Linked DNA regions of Bicyclus anynana: region 2 is linked to region 1. The links are chromatin contacts, called in public Hi-C maps. All regions are on one chromosome and are shown on one strand. Each heading gives the region's core, a stretch centred on a gene start, on an enhancer-like site or on the middle of the called end of the contact. The rest is flanking DNA. Distances are from core to core; before and after follow the strand shown. Region 1 holds the start of LOC112046760. Region 2 holds the start of LOC112046742 (phosphorylated adapter RNA export protein).

Region 1 (6,139 bases), core at 1,979-4,478:
ACAGCATTGTCGAAGTGAAAAAGAGTAAAAAACAGAAAAAGATTGAATATACTGAAAACGAGAAAGCTAGAATGCGATACGAATCTGTTAGCTCAGTTACGTCGTTAGATCTTTCAAATGACACATCAGGAGTCGTGACGTTGTCTCTTCGTTCGATTTCCAAGGACGAAGAGAAGAATACCAGACAAACAGAGAAGTACACAGAAGTGCCAACTTCTCAGCAGAAACAGCCAAAAATTGTTCAAAGGCTGAGGGGTATTTCTCTTGCTCAAGAAATTGTTACAAATGAAACTGCAGTAAATTCATTCACGAAACTGACTAAGAATAACTCTTTCGGAGCCAATCAAGAGAGTTCTACTCCATCTACATCACGAATGTCAGTTTCTCCTAAAGATACGCCACCTGGACCCTTTTCTGAAAATGGCAGAGGCCAAGGCAATCTAATCATTAACCATGTTGGACCAAAACTTTCTCAAAAACAAAGAAAGAAATTAGCTTTAGAAAACGAGCAGTCTCCTCAGACTGTAGATAATTTCATCAATAAAATGACTATTGGTAGTCCTCCAGATAAACCTAAAAATCCTTGGAAAATTTGTGAAGCACCGGTAGCCAGTAGTAGCCCTAATAAGGCGAATTCTATGGAATTCAATAAAATTTTACAAGACCAGAAGAAACAGAAGGATGATTCTTCTAGAATTATGACTAAACCTCTTGCTTTGACGCAGGTTAGTTAAATTTTAAATTTAACATTTTATGCAATTGGCTAGTAAAAACCTGATTTTAAATCAGTTAAATGTTTACTCAAAATATTTGTAACAGTTTTCTCTAATGCTCTGAGCTGATTTTAGTGACATGAAACCTATTGTCTGTATGTTGAAATCGACTTACACCACACCACTCATATGTTTTGTTTTTTTTTTAATTTCGCTTACTAGTTTTATTACTCATAATGATGTTTTGTGGCAGATTTTTGAAAATATTTAATAATAGCTGACAACCCGCGGTTTCATCCGCGTAGTTTCACTGGCAATAGAATTTAGCCTATTTGATTTAGCCACACAATAAAATATTTCCTGTTTATAATATTTATAAATAAATTATTTTTTTTAGCTGGAAGATAAAGCCATAGAGGAATTGGAAAGATTTTACAATGTACATGAGATAGATGACGAGTTTATAACAGTGAGACGCATAGAGCTGCGTGTGTCTTCGCCACAATGGATACACACTGCCACTAGGTGATAATAAGTGTACTATTTTTACAAATTAATAATAATTATTTTATTTAGTATGAATAATATTGTGATGAAATTGATATTTTAAATAATAATATATGTTATATGTGACTGTCTTGTGTAGTTTTATTTATCTATATAGGCAAACCATGATGGCTAAGGCCTGGCTCCCATTATCAGCATCATAAAGGAAATCCTTTGGCATCTTCATATGCCAGCTCACACTGTCGGTAACAATGCCTTAGCATACTGCAACATCCTTATGGATGTCAAAACCAGACAAGCAAAACCGTATATTCCATGTTTCCATATTTGGAATAAAATGAAAAATATTAGTTCCAAAATTCATCTATACTAATATTGTAAAGAGGAAAGGTTTCATTGTTTGTTTGCATTGAATAGGCTCTGAAACTGAACCAATTTGAAAAATTCTTTCACTGTTAAGAAAATATCCCTGGGTGCTACAGGCTATATAATTATCCTCATATACCTACTGGTACAGGAACTACACACGTGAAATACTGTCCAACCAAGGACGTCTAAGATATATTTATGTCTAATCATTTAAGTAGCTTCAAAAGGACTTAATAATAAAATTCAAGAAACCTCAATAGCACAACAATAAAGAGGCCAAGTTCAACACCAAAGATTACAGTGTATTATTGGAAAGGTTGTGGTTTGATACTGAAGTATTGTCTGATCCTGACTAACCTGATCTACTAATGCTTTATACTAGCCACTCACCAATAAGTTCACTTGCATGTGCATGACATGCAGATCCCGACCAACACACAATCAGTTTTACAGGATGTCCTGCCTTTAGTGCTTCAGGCACGTGAACTTATTGGATGGCATAACAGTATTTCCAGACTAGTTGGAGGTGAAAGTGAAAATTGGTCATTCTTAAAGTCAGCCATTGATGATCTAGTAATCTCAGCTAACAGCATGAACTGATTGTGTGGTGGTGACTGACTGGTCGCAATGTGCATGACGGCTCGACTCGACACAAAAAATATATTTTTATTCTTATGTTTCACAAGTTTGTAGCAGTTCTGCAAAATCGTACCGTGTGTTGTAAGATGTGGAATTTTCCTGATTTTCCTGATCTGATAGTGAGTTAAGCCCACTCTTAACCTACTAATCCAAATCAGCATGATGAGTCTTAGCTCCAATCATCTTTCTAATTAGGAGAGAAGCTTGGCCAAAAATGACACAATTTTGTTGTTGAATTTGGCTACAATACAATACATTTACTTAAGGACTTGAGTAATTGGTTTGAGTCCATAATACATATGGTACACAATATAAATAATGTTTTATAATAAATTGAACTACTTACATGGTTAAAACATACAACTGGTAGAATTGGATTACTATGTTCAATCGACATGACATATTAGTTAACTTAATAAATTTAAAAATAAAACCATTGCATTACCATCATTCTCTAATAATAATTTATTTACACTATTTAAAATAAAAGCTACATGTTTACACTTTGGGAGGGAAGGATTTTAAAAGTTGATTCAATTGTCTATGTGTCAAATTCTTTTCACCAGGAACAAGAATACCTTTCCTGCCTTGTTCTCTCTGGAGCTTGGCACGTTCGTTGTAATCTTTATAACAAGATTGAAATGATGACACCTCTTTCAAGCACTGTTGCTGATCGAACTCTGCTTTTTTGAAGCAAGCAAACATAACTGCCATTTCTTGCATACAAGCGGCCTCTTTGACTTTATCTCCTTTACCAGACACGGTCTTCTTCAGTCGAAGAGGTAAAAGCATTTGAAAAGGAACAGGTTCTCGTTGAGGCCTTCTTGCGTTTTTGCTTGAAGGCGCCGTAAAAAGAACAGGATTTAATCTCATTTTTATATGCAAATCAATAATACTTTTAATATTGAAATTAGTGTTTAATTTTGATTGCTAATTTTCAGTTTTCTAAGTTGTTTGTTTTTAGGTTACATTAGATGACAATTGACAATTGACATGACACTGCACTGACGTTTGATTTGACATAAAGTTTTGACGTTGAGACTTTTTTATTTATTAACTGGCTTTACGGCTCTGGGTAATTGTTATTTTGAGAATGTTGAAACACTGTTGACATTTTCGGTTGACCACCGACATTATTATTTTCCCCGTTTTGGCCACATTTTTGATCGGTGCTTTGCTCCTATTGGTCGTAGCGTGATGTTATGTAGCTTATAGCCTTCCTCGATAAACGGGCTTTTCAACACAAAAAGAATTTTTCAATTCTAACCATTACTTTGTCAGTAGGTAAGGCAAAAGTACGAAATTGCCTATAACGGGCGAGCAAATGTTGTTTGATGACGTCACGGTGTTAAACGCGAGCTGATCACTACGCACTCACTTTAAAATTCTATATCTCGGGAATTAATTAACGTATCGAAATAATTCTTTCACGAGTATTTTTTGTTTTCAACGGAGAATACAGAATGCTAACATTTAAAAACAGTTAACATTATTCATTGTGGGAAAAATTACTTAATGTCATTCAGTCGCTTATTAAACAACGAACGATAAGCTAAATTCGGATCACTTTTTGCGGTGAATTTTTATGGATGGAACCTATCTAACAGTATAGAATTATCATTGACTGTAGCAGGTCAAATAGTTCTATACATTGAATTTTATATTTTGTAAATTTTAGTTGTAGGCTACTTGCCTCTTTTGTAAACTGAATTATGGAAGTATTATAAGCTATATTTTATTTTGCTCCGTCAATAATAACCAGTTAAATCTATGCAAAAAATCTTCTTAGTTTTCTACAGCAGGCGAGTAGCCTAATAGGCTACTAGGCTACTCGCCTGCTGTAGAAAACTAAGAAGATTTTTTGCATAGAGGCAGATAAGATCCTTAGAAACTCTAATCACATTTTTACTCATCGATACTGAAGCCAAAAATATTAGTTTTTGTCTGTCTGTCTGAATTTTTGTTGACCGGGCATCACACTAAAACTACTTAATGAATTCAAATGAAATTTGGCATGATTTCATACGAAAAATATTATAAGATACACTTTTTGTTACAAAAAATGAATCAGAAGGGGGAATTTTATTATTTCACTAGCTGACGCCGCGCGGTTTTACCCTCGTGGTTCCCGTTCCTGTAGGAATACGGTGATAATATATAGCTTATAGCCTTCCTCGACAAATGGGCTATCTAACAAACAAAGAATTGTTTAAATCGGACCAGTACTTCTGGAGATTAGCGAGTTCAATCAAACAAACAAACTCTTCAGCTTTATAATATTAGTAAACATTAAGTACATTTGTAAAAATTTCCTTCATTTTTTCTCATCAATCAAAATGTCCCTATTTGTTTATTGAGTCTATAGATTAGTAGGTACTTATCCAAAATAATAAGTAGGTTTTTATTGATTCAAATAAAAGACAATAACTTTAATAATAAATCATAAAGATTTAATCTTGCGGCGTTAAGCTTACAAATTGCTATTGTAAAAGTGCCATTAGACAAAATATTATTATTTTAAGCTATTTAGATTACATTTTAAATTACAGTAGGAAGTTGGTACCTACACTTACCCACGTAGTAAAAATATCTACTTACTTATGTTATTGAACACAAACAGCAAGCATTACATAGTGATTTTTATCAAAATTGAAGCAGCCCATCCTATTTTGATAAGGATACCTACGGAATAATGTAAAAAAATTCGAAGATCTACATTCTACATATTCAGCATGTTTGGTTACCTTTTGGATTTAACCCTCCACTGCATCAAAGACTTCAGGTGGAAGCCGCGCATGTGGTTTCATACACTGTCACTCACTCATAAAAATAGGCTACTTATAAAAATAGGATACCTATACCTAACAATGAATAGGTAAACGGGAGACCGGGCAATAGTCAGTACCTACCTAAAGAAATTATGTTGAAAAAATCGTTTCGCATAATTTCAGGGTAAAGAGGATAACTAGTAGATTAAAATAAGAAGCGTGATAGCCCAGTGGATATGACCACTGCCTCAGATTCCGGAGGGTGTGGGTTCGAATCCGGTCGGGGCATGCACCTCCAACTTTTCAGTTGTGTGCATTTTAAGAAATTAAATATCACGTGTCTCAATCGGTGAAGGAAAACATCGTGAGGAAACCTGCATACCAGAGAATTATCTTAATTCTCTGCGTGTGTGAAGTCTGCCAATCCGCATTGGGCCAGCGTGGTGGACTATTGGCCTAAGCCCTCTCATTCTGAGAGGAGACTCGAGCTCAGCAGTGAGCCGAATATGGGTTGATGACAGTAGATTAAAGACACGTGGTGCATAAACAATAATACAGTGAATTACTAATCGCCAAGATTAAACAGATTAGTTTTGTATATTTATCATTGATAACCTATCGTTATAAAAGGGTTATGCGGCTCACGTGTTTAATAAATTTTAAAGTAAATAACCACTAGTGAGTGAGTATCTAATATCTTTGTAATTTTCAATTGCTTATTGATTTGAGTTATTTTCCTAAAGACAGTTATAATTTCAGAATACAAATATGAAGTACTTCGTGTTTGCCTTATGTGTCGCTGCAGCGTCTGCAACCGCGACTCCTCCCACGGTAACCGGAGCAGACGCGGATGAGGTTCAGCAGATCATCGACTCCATCTACCACCCGAGCACTGACCCCGCCACCGCTGCCGCCCTCGAGCAAATGCTCCTCGAGGTCCTCGGCATCAACAAGCCCGTCATTGTTGACGATGAGTCCAACCAACCGATCGTGATCGAGCCTGAAATCATCGATGAATCTATCATCTCCGAGCCTGGAGTGCCTGAAGAGTCCTCTCCCATTGACATTGGCCCCGCAATCATCGACGAGTCCATCGTCTCTGAGCCCGCCAACTACCCCCCTCTTGTGCAAGTCATCGTCAAC
Region 2 (6,139 bases), core at 1,607-4,106, 340 kb after region 1:
CGCTGCGTAAACGGCTAAAGTTTCGCAAAAGTTCCCGCAGGATTTGTAAAAAACTGAAATCCACGCGGACAAAGTCACGGTCATCCGCTAGTTCTTTAATATATTTTAATTAAAGTTTAAGCAGTAGTAAGTAAGAGAGAGTTTATTGTAATATATATTCTATCTCTCACAGTTTCCAAAGAAATTATCTACGATAAATTAGTTTTTTTATGAGTAAGTACTTAGTAGCATTTTATATTTCCATCAATAAAAGCCAAAAAGAAAGCCATATCATACGAGAACGTTTACCAAGGTTTGATGCATGTGCATAATAAGAAGCCCTAGAGATAAAGTCATTATAGGGCCGAGTATGATACCGGCTTGACTGACGGCCAATGGGAGGCCCAAGGTCCCTGCGCCAAACATTATCCTCATCAGGTTGAAATAGGCCATCCAAAGTCTGCAACAATTGTTATATTTAAATAATATATTTATAAACAAACATCATATATACATATAGGTATTGTTAGGAGTAATCATTGGATTTACAGAACCGATTTTGAAAATTTACCAATAGAAAGTCACATTAATTGTGAACGTCATAGGCTTTATTTTATTCCCGTATTCCCACGAGAACGGGAATTAAGGGAGTAAAACCACGTAGCGGTTGCGAGTGTCTGTCACAATGTTTATGGATTTGAAATACTTGAATGTTGCTTTTTTCTAACGTGAATGTGTTATGTGCAAAGACCTTATCTATACTTATAATAAATCTGTAGAGAGGTCAATTCTGTACATGAAATATATTTCCAAATTAACTACCAGGGGGTGATTAGTGATCGATACTGATGCCAAAAATGCAATCAGTAAAATTTTTGTCTGTCTGTCTGTCTGTCTGTCTGTCTGTCTGTCTGTCTGTCTGTCTGTCTGTCTGTCTGTCTGTATGTTCTTTATAGAAACAAAAACTACTAGACGGATTTTAATGAAACTTGGTACAAATATTCTACATACTCCTGGGCAGGTTATAGTATACTTTTCATTACGCTACGATCAATAGGAGCAGAGCAGTGAAGAGAAATGTTGAGAAAACGGGAGAAGTTACTCAATTTTTTAAGCTTCCGTCGCGTGTACAGCCTTAATGGTTAAAGCTACATGGAAATCATGTATCACGGAAATGTTCTCCTTAAAATTATCTATAAAAACACAACAGCATATATATGTCTATCTTTTATGGTTGACTTACAATAACACGTGTAACTCCCGATAGCTTAGCAGTTCGGAGCTTTCTAATTACATTTGTCTACTCTTATGTTTATAACACTCAGCACTCATCCCTAACTAAAAAAGTTAACATTATTACCTATTCAATAAAAAAAGAATCATAAAAATCGGTAAAGAAACACCAAAGTTATACAAGAAATACGCTAAGCCATCGCGCGTGAATACTAATTCATGCTTTAAGGATTATTTTTGTGTAACGGTTGCCGCGCTCGATGCGACTCGCGGGGGGGGGGGGGGGGGGGGATGGAGGGAGTAAATAAATAAGTGCAGCCTTAATGAGTAGGGTAGGGGTAGGGTAGGGGTAGGGTAGGGGTAGGGTAGGGGTAGGGTAGGAGTAGGGTAGGGTAGGGGTAGGGTAGGGTAGGGGTAGGGTAGGGGTAGGGTTAGGATAGGGTAGGGTAGGATAGGGGTAGTAGAAAGTTTACAACGACTTTCACGCGGACGAAGTCGCGGGCGTCCGCTAGTACTTATTAAGTATAAGTAAGGTCTTTGGTTATGTGTAATCTACTATATAAAAATAAGTCGGGTTTTCCTTCCTGACGCTATAACTCCAGAACGCACGAACCTATTTCCACGGTTTTGCATTCGTTGGAAAGGTCTCGGGCTCCGTGAGGTTTATAGCAAAGAAAATTCAGGAAAAATTTCAACATAGGGTAGGGGTAGGGTAGGGGTAGGATAGAGGTAGTTGAAAGAGTCACGCGGACGAAGTCGCGGGCGTCCGCTAGTATATTTTAAGAATTTAGATGAATATTAAGTTCTTTTACTTGATTGGCTGCGCAGGTTCTCTGTGCTCTGTAGGATCATATTCACCCAAAGGTGGTATTTCAGGAGGTAGGCGAGCATATCTAACGTCGACAATAGAGTCACGGTTGTATGCATGAAATGAAATACCAGAAGTTGCTTCGAAGGCAGCCCTGATTTAAAGTTTTCAATTATTAATGTAATAATTCTAATTATTTTTACGATTACCTAGCTTTTTGAAACATTGAAAATTATGACAAAATACAAAAATAAATAAATAATTACGAGTTCTTACATTCAAAATCAAAATTTAAAACGTTCGCCAAAGAGTTAGACTGGACATCATAGATGATACATTATATATTGAGCTGGACATTATTATCTATGGTATGAATGATGTTATAGGTCGTATAGGTATAGTGTATTATCTATGGAGAGGGATGTGGATACGCAGTGGTTATGTGGTTTTACTCTTTGGTAGATATATTAATTTACTCTTTGTAGATTCCACAGATCATTAAAATATAATGGAAAAGTATAGTGTATCATCTATGGTGGATACTATATAATCTGTGTTTATATCACAGATTAATGATAAAAGTCATGATTAAGTGAATGTCAATATCCTTTGACTGAAAACACTGAAAACGGCACTTTATCAGTGCTATCTACTCCGTTCACGGCAACGGTATTACGAATCTTTATAAGAACTTAAAATCAAAATTCATTATGTCTGGATCTCAGACGAATTATATAATTACTTTATGGTCTAGATCAGTTGACATGTGGAGCAATAAACCAACAACAAACCAAGTAGAATCTGTATTTTTGTGTCTTATGTCAAGTTGTCATAAATGACAGCTGCCTTAAAACCTCAATTTGACGTCTGTGCGTAAAACTAAAACCAGCGACGGCAAATCAAGGCGGAATTATTGTATTTTTGTAAAACACTCATATGTGCAATTATTATTCAACTCTGAATACTTTCGGCAAGTATGATGTCAACCACAGAAGGAGAACTGGATGTCGAGGTGTCCCATGAACTAGAAGATGGCGAGGTGAGGCCGTTAAGTTTGACACTACATCACTGTTATAACTCTTCCATAAAAGTGATTTTAATCAAATATTGCATTACTAGCGTTTATCAACTGTTCAGTAACTAAATAATGCGCATATCTGGATATTGTATATTGTTAACAGTGGTTTTTCTACCCCAGAAAACAGTCGATTAAAGTGCAATGACTTTGTTACAGTTAGAGGATTCCGACGTAGAAGAGGGCACGTACATCCCGCTCACGCGTCCAGAAACCTTTAACCCGCCGTCGCTAGTGAACATGCAAATACAGGACGAGCAGAGTGACGAAGACACTGGGTTGGAGTCGTCGGGCTCGGAGTCGGATGACGACTTTCGTAGACGCCCGAAGCGCACTAAATTGAGACCGAAACGCCCGCAACCATCTGCGCAGCCAGACAAGAAAGAAAAATATAATGTTTGGTGTAAAGCGTTACAGGTAAGAGAAACTCCTCTCTAAAATTTTCCCTATTTTGGCTTGAAAATACTATGAAAATTGTATGTACATTATACATTTGTTCAAAACTGGCAAAAGTATGTAACAATGTTGTTTTTTTCTCCTAAATTTGTATGTGAGTATTTGTTGATATAGTACACAAAAATATAATATAATTGTATACAAATACTATGTCTTCGTTGTTGTAAACATTTTGCAATTGATGGTAGTAAATGTTGTTTTCCAGGAGGAACTGCTTACTGAAGATATGGTAAGCTGTGATGTAACAAAGAAAGGTAGATATGGTGTTGAATCTTATGACTACACTATTAAGTATAGGCTAGACGATAACTATGTTTCTAAGAAAATATTTACAAATAATCATGAATACAAACAAAATAAAACAAACAAGAGGAGTTATTCGGACAGATCTAACAACAAGTTCAGGCAAGGTAAAAAGATCAATAGCGAACATCCTCCTGATGAAAAGCAAAGACCAAGAAACTTACTGGATCTCGCAGTGACTTCAGACCAACCGCCAGAGCTGGTGGCACAAGATATAGCTGAAAAGTTGCGTGAGGATAAGACGGAATTACTTGGTAAGTATAGTAATGTGTGTGGTTTTACAGCCCTGTACCCCAGGGAGAGCATGTTAAACCATTAGTTGTTGTTGCTGTAGCGCAGGGTTATTATTGCACCAGGGTGCTCTGTGAGCTAGAGACGCCTCTACTCATTGCAGGGCCAGGTCAGATCTGAAGCCTAAACCCACCACAGTTTTGATACTAGTTAACTGTCTGTGGTTAATCAAGTTTAACATTTTAAGAATTTAAATTTTTTTCAGCACCCATCATATAATATACATTTTATTGACTTTTATCAAAGTCAATTGATTTTTTAATATTTTTCAAAGTCATGGGGGTTGTTGCACAATTAAATAAAATACTCAAAACAGTCTTTAAGTTTAAGCAAAAACCAAAGTGACAAAATTAGCATTTATTGTAATTGGTGAAATTTCATATTAGATATATTTTTCATTGCTTATTCCCCCATTTTATTTGACGAATAGCCACTCCTAACATCTGCCCAGATATACTGGGCCTTAGGGTTAATCCACCACTGACTTTAGCTTTTTTTACAGTGCATGTAAATCAAAATGAATAATATTTTATTTTTTAATTTTTGCTAAATATTAATGCACTCTGCTTCTATTGACTGTAGTGTGATATTACAAACTGAATCTATATAACTTCTCTAGATAAATGGATGAACAGAAAAACATAATTTAAATAATTTAGATTCAATGTCCCGAGATTAGTGCTGTCAACCAAATAAACAAACTCTTCATTTTTATTTAACTAACTAGCGGACCTGGTCAAGCTTCATTTTGACTCATGTGCACTTACTCCAACCCTACCCCTACCTTACCCCTACCCTTCTACCCTACCCAACTCTATCCCTACCATACCTAGATAGGCAGGTAGGGGTAGCCCTACCCTAAGAAAAACCTACCCCTCTTATTAAGTATTATTACAAACCATTTGTATGGGAGTATAGAAAAGTGTTGATTTTAGACTTTTTTTTATATTTGTAATTCTTTTATAACAAAGCAAAAATCATCCAATTTCGTATAGTCAATCGAAAGTTATGAGCGCACATACATTTCTAAGATCCATATATATATATATAGATAAATGGTTTCTTGTTTTGTCCCTAATTTTTTTATTTAGTTACTCAAAAACTGGATTTAGTAAGTTCACAGAGAGTAATTAAATGATAAGTGTTTTATGTTCACTTGAAATTTAATACATAGAATGTTTAGTATTTAATAAAATATCTGATAATAAAACAATTAATACATTTATGTTGTATTTATTTTCAGCTAGGATAGTACAAGTAACTGGAACAAATAAAGCTATGGCAATTTATAAGGAAACCCAGAGAATTGAAAATGATGGTGGAATGCTTGTTATGGTAATTTTTTAATCATTTATGGCTCTTATGCTACATTTTATTGAATTTAGAATTTACTACTTTATTAAGTCAGTTCTCGCAGTAAACTGTTTTCAATTAATAATAATATATTGATTGCAAAATTATGCATGGTAATATTATTTTGTCTTGGGTTTAAATTAGACATGCAATAGTTAACATAAAATTTAACCATTTGCGTTGTTACTTGTTATCTCCTGTAAATCCATCATCACATCATCGGAGAGCCATATACCTTTTCTTTGGACTTCCAAAAACCACAGTACTAAGCCACCTGCATACTTTAGTAACCATCTATGTAAAGTCAATATTGATCAATTTTGTTATTCAATAATTTCAGAATGGTACTCGCCGACGCACGTCAGGCGGTATATTTTTCTTCTTACTGAAACGCGACGACGAAGTGTCGCAAGTTATGATCAATGATATATTCAATGAGGATCGTCTGAACAATCGCAAGATAAAGAAGACTCGTACAAAGAACCGACAGAAAGTCATGGAACAATTAAAACAGAGCCTCACAGGTAATTCTACCAATCACACTAATATTATAAAGTTTGTATGTATGTTTGTTACTCTTTCATGCTGCAACACCTGAACTGATTTGGCTGATATTTGGATAGAGACATGCTATACTGTGA

What was found. Hi-C and Micro-C count contacts between places; a contact is called where the count stands out from the background.
Region 2: a contact with region 1 is called in a Hi-C map of whole body, with 4 times the contacts expected there. The contact joins the promoter of LOC112046742 here to the promoter of LOC112046760 in region 1. A contact is called at or near these places in 2 of 2 Hi-C or Micro-C datasets (whole body and whole larva).

The regions. Positions count from the first base shown.
Region 1 is chr20:5,975,522-5,981,660 of ilBicAnyn1.1, forward strand. It overlaps LOC112046760, which reads right to left and starts at 3,229. Exons shown (of 1, transcript XM_024083534.2): 1 at 2,670-3,229. The coding sequence starts at 3,101. The coding sequence ends at 2,727. It overlaps LOC112046755 (inhibitor of Bruton tyrosine kinase), which reads left to right. Exons shown (of 15, transcript XM_024083526.2): 14 at 1-725; 15 at 1,111-1,351. The coding sequence ends at 1,242. LOC112046759 reads left to right here and starts at 5,194. Exons shown (of 1, transcript XM_052887746.1): 1 at 5,194-6,139. The coding sequence starts at 5,765.
Region 2 is chr20:6,318,036-6,324,174 of ilBicAnyn1.1, forward strand. LOC112046742 (phosphorylated adapter RNA export protein) reads left to right here and starts at 2,857. Exons shown (of 6, transcript XM_024083508.2): 1 at 2,857-3,059; 2 at 3,255-3,512; 3 at 3,757-4,108; 4 at 5,389-5,480; 5 at 5,839-6,022. The coding sequence starts at 2,997.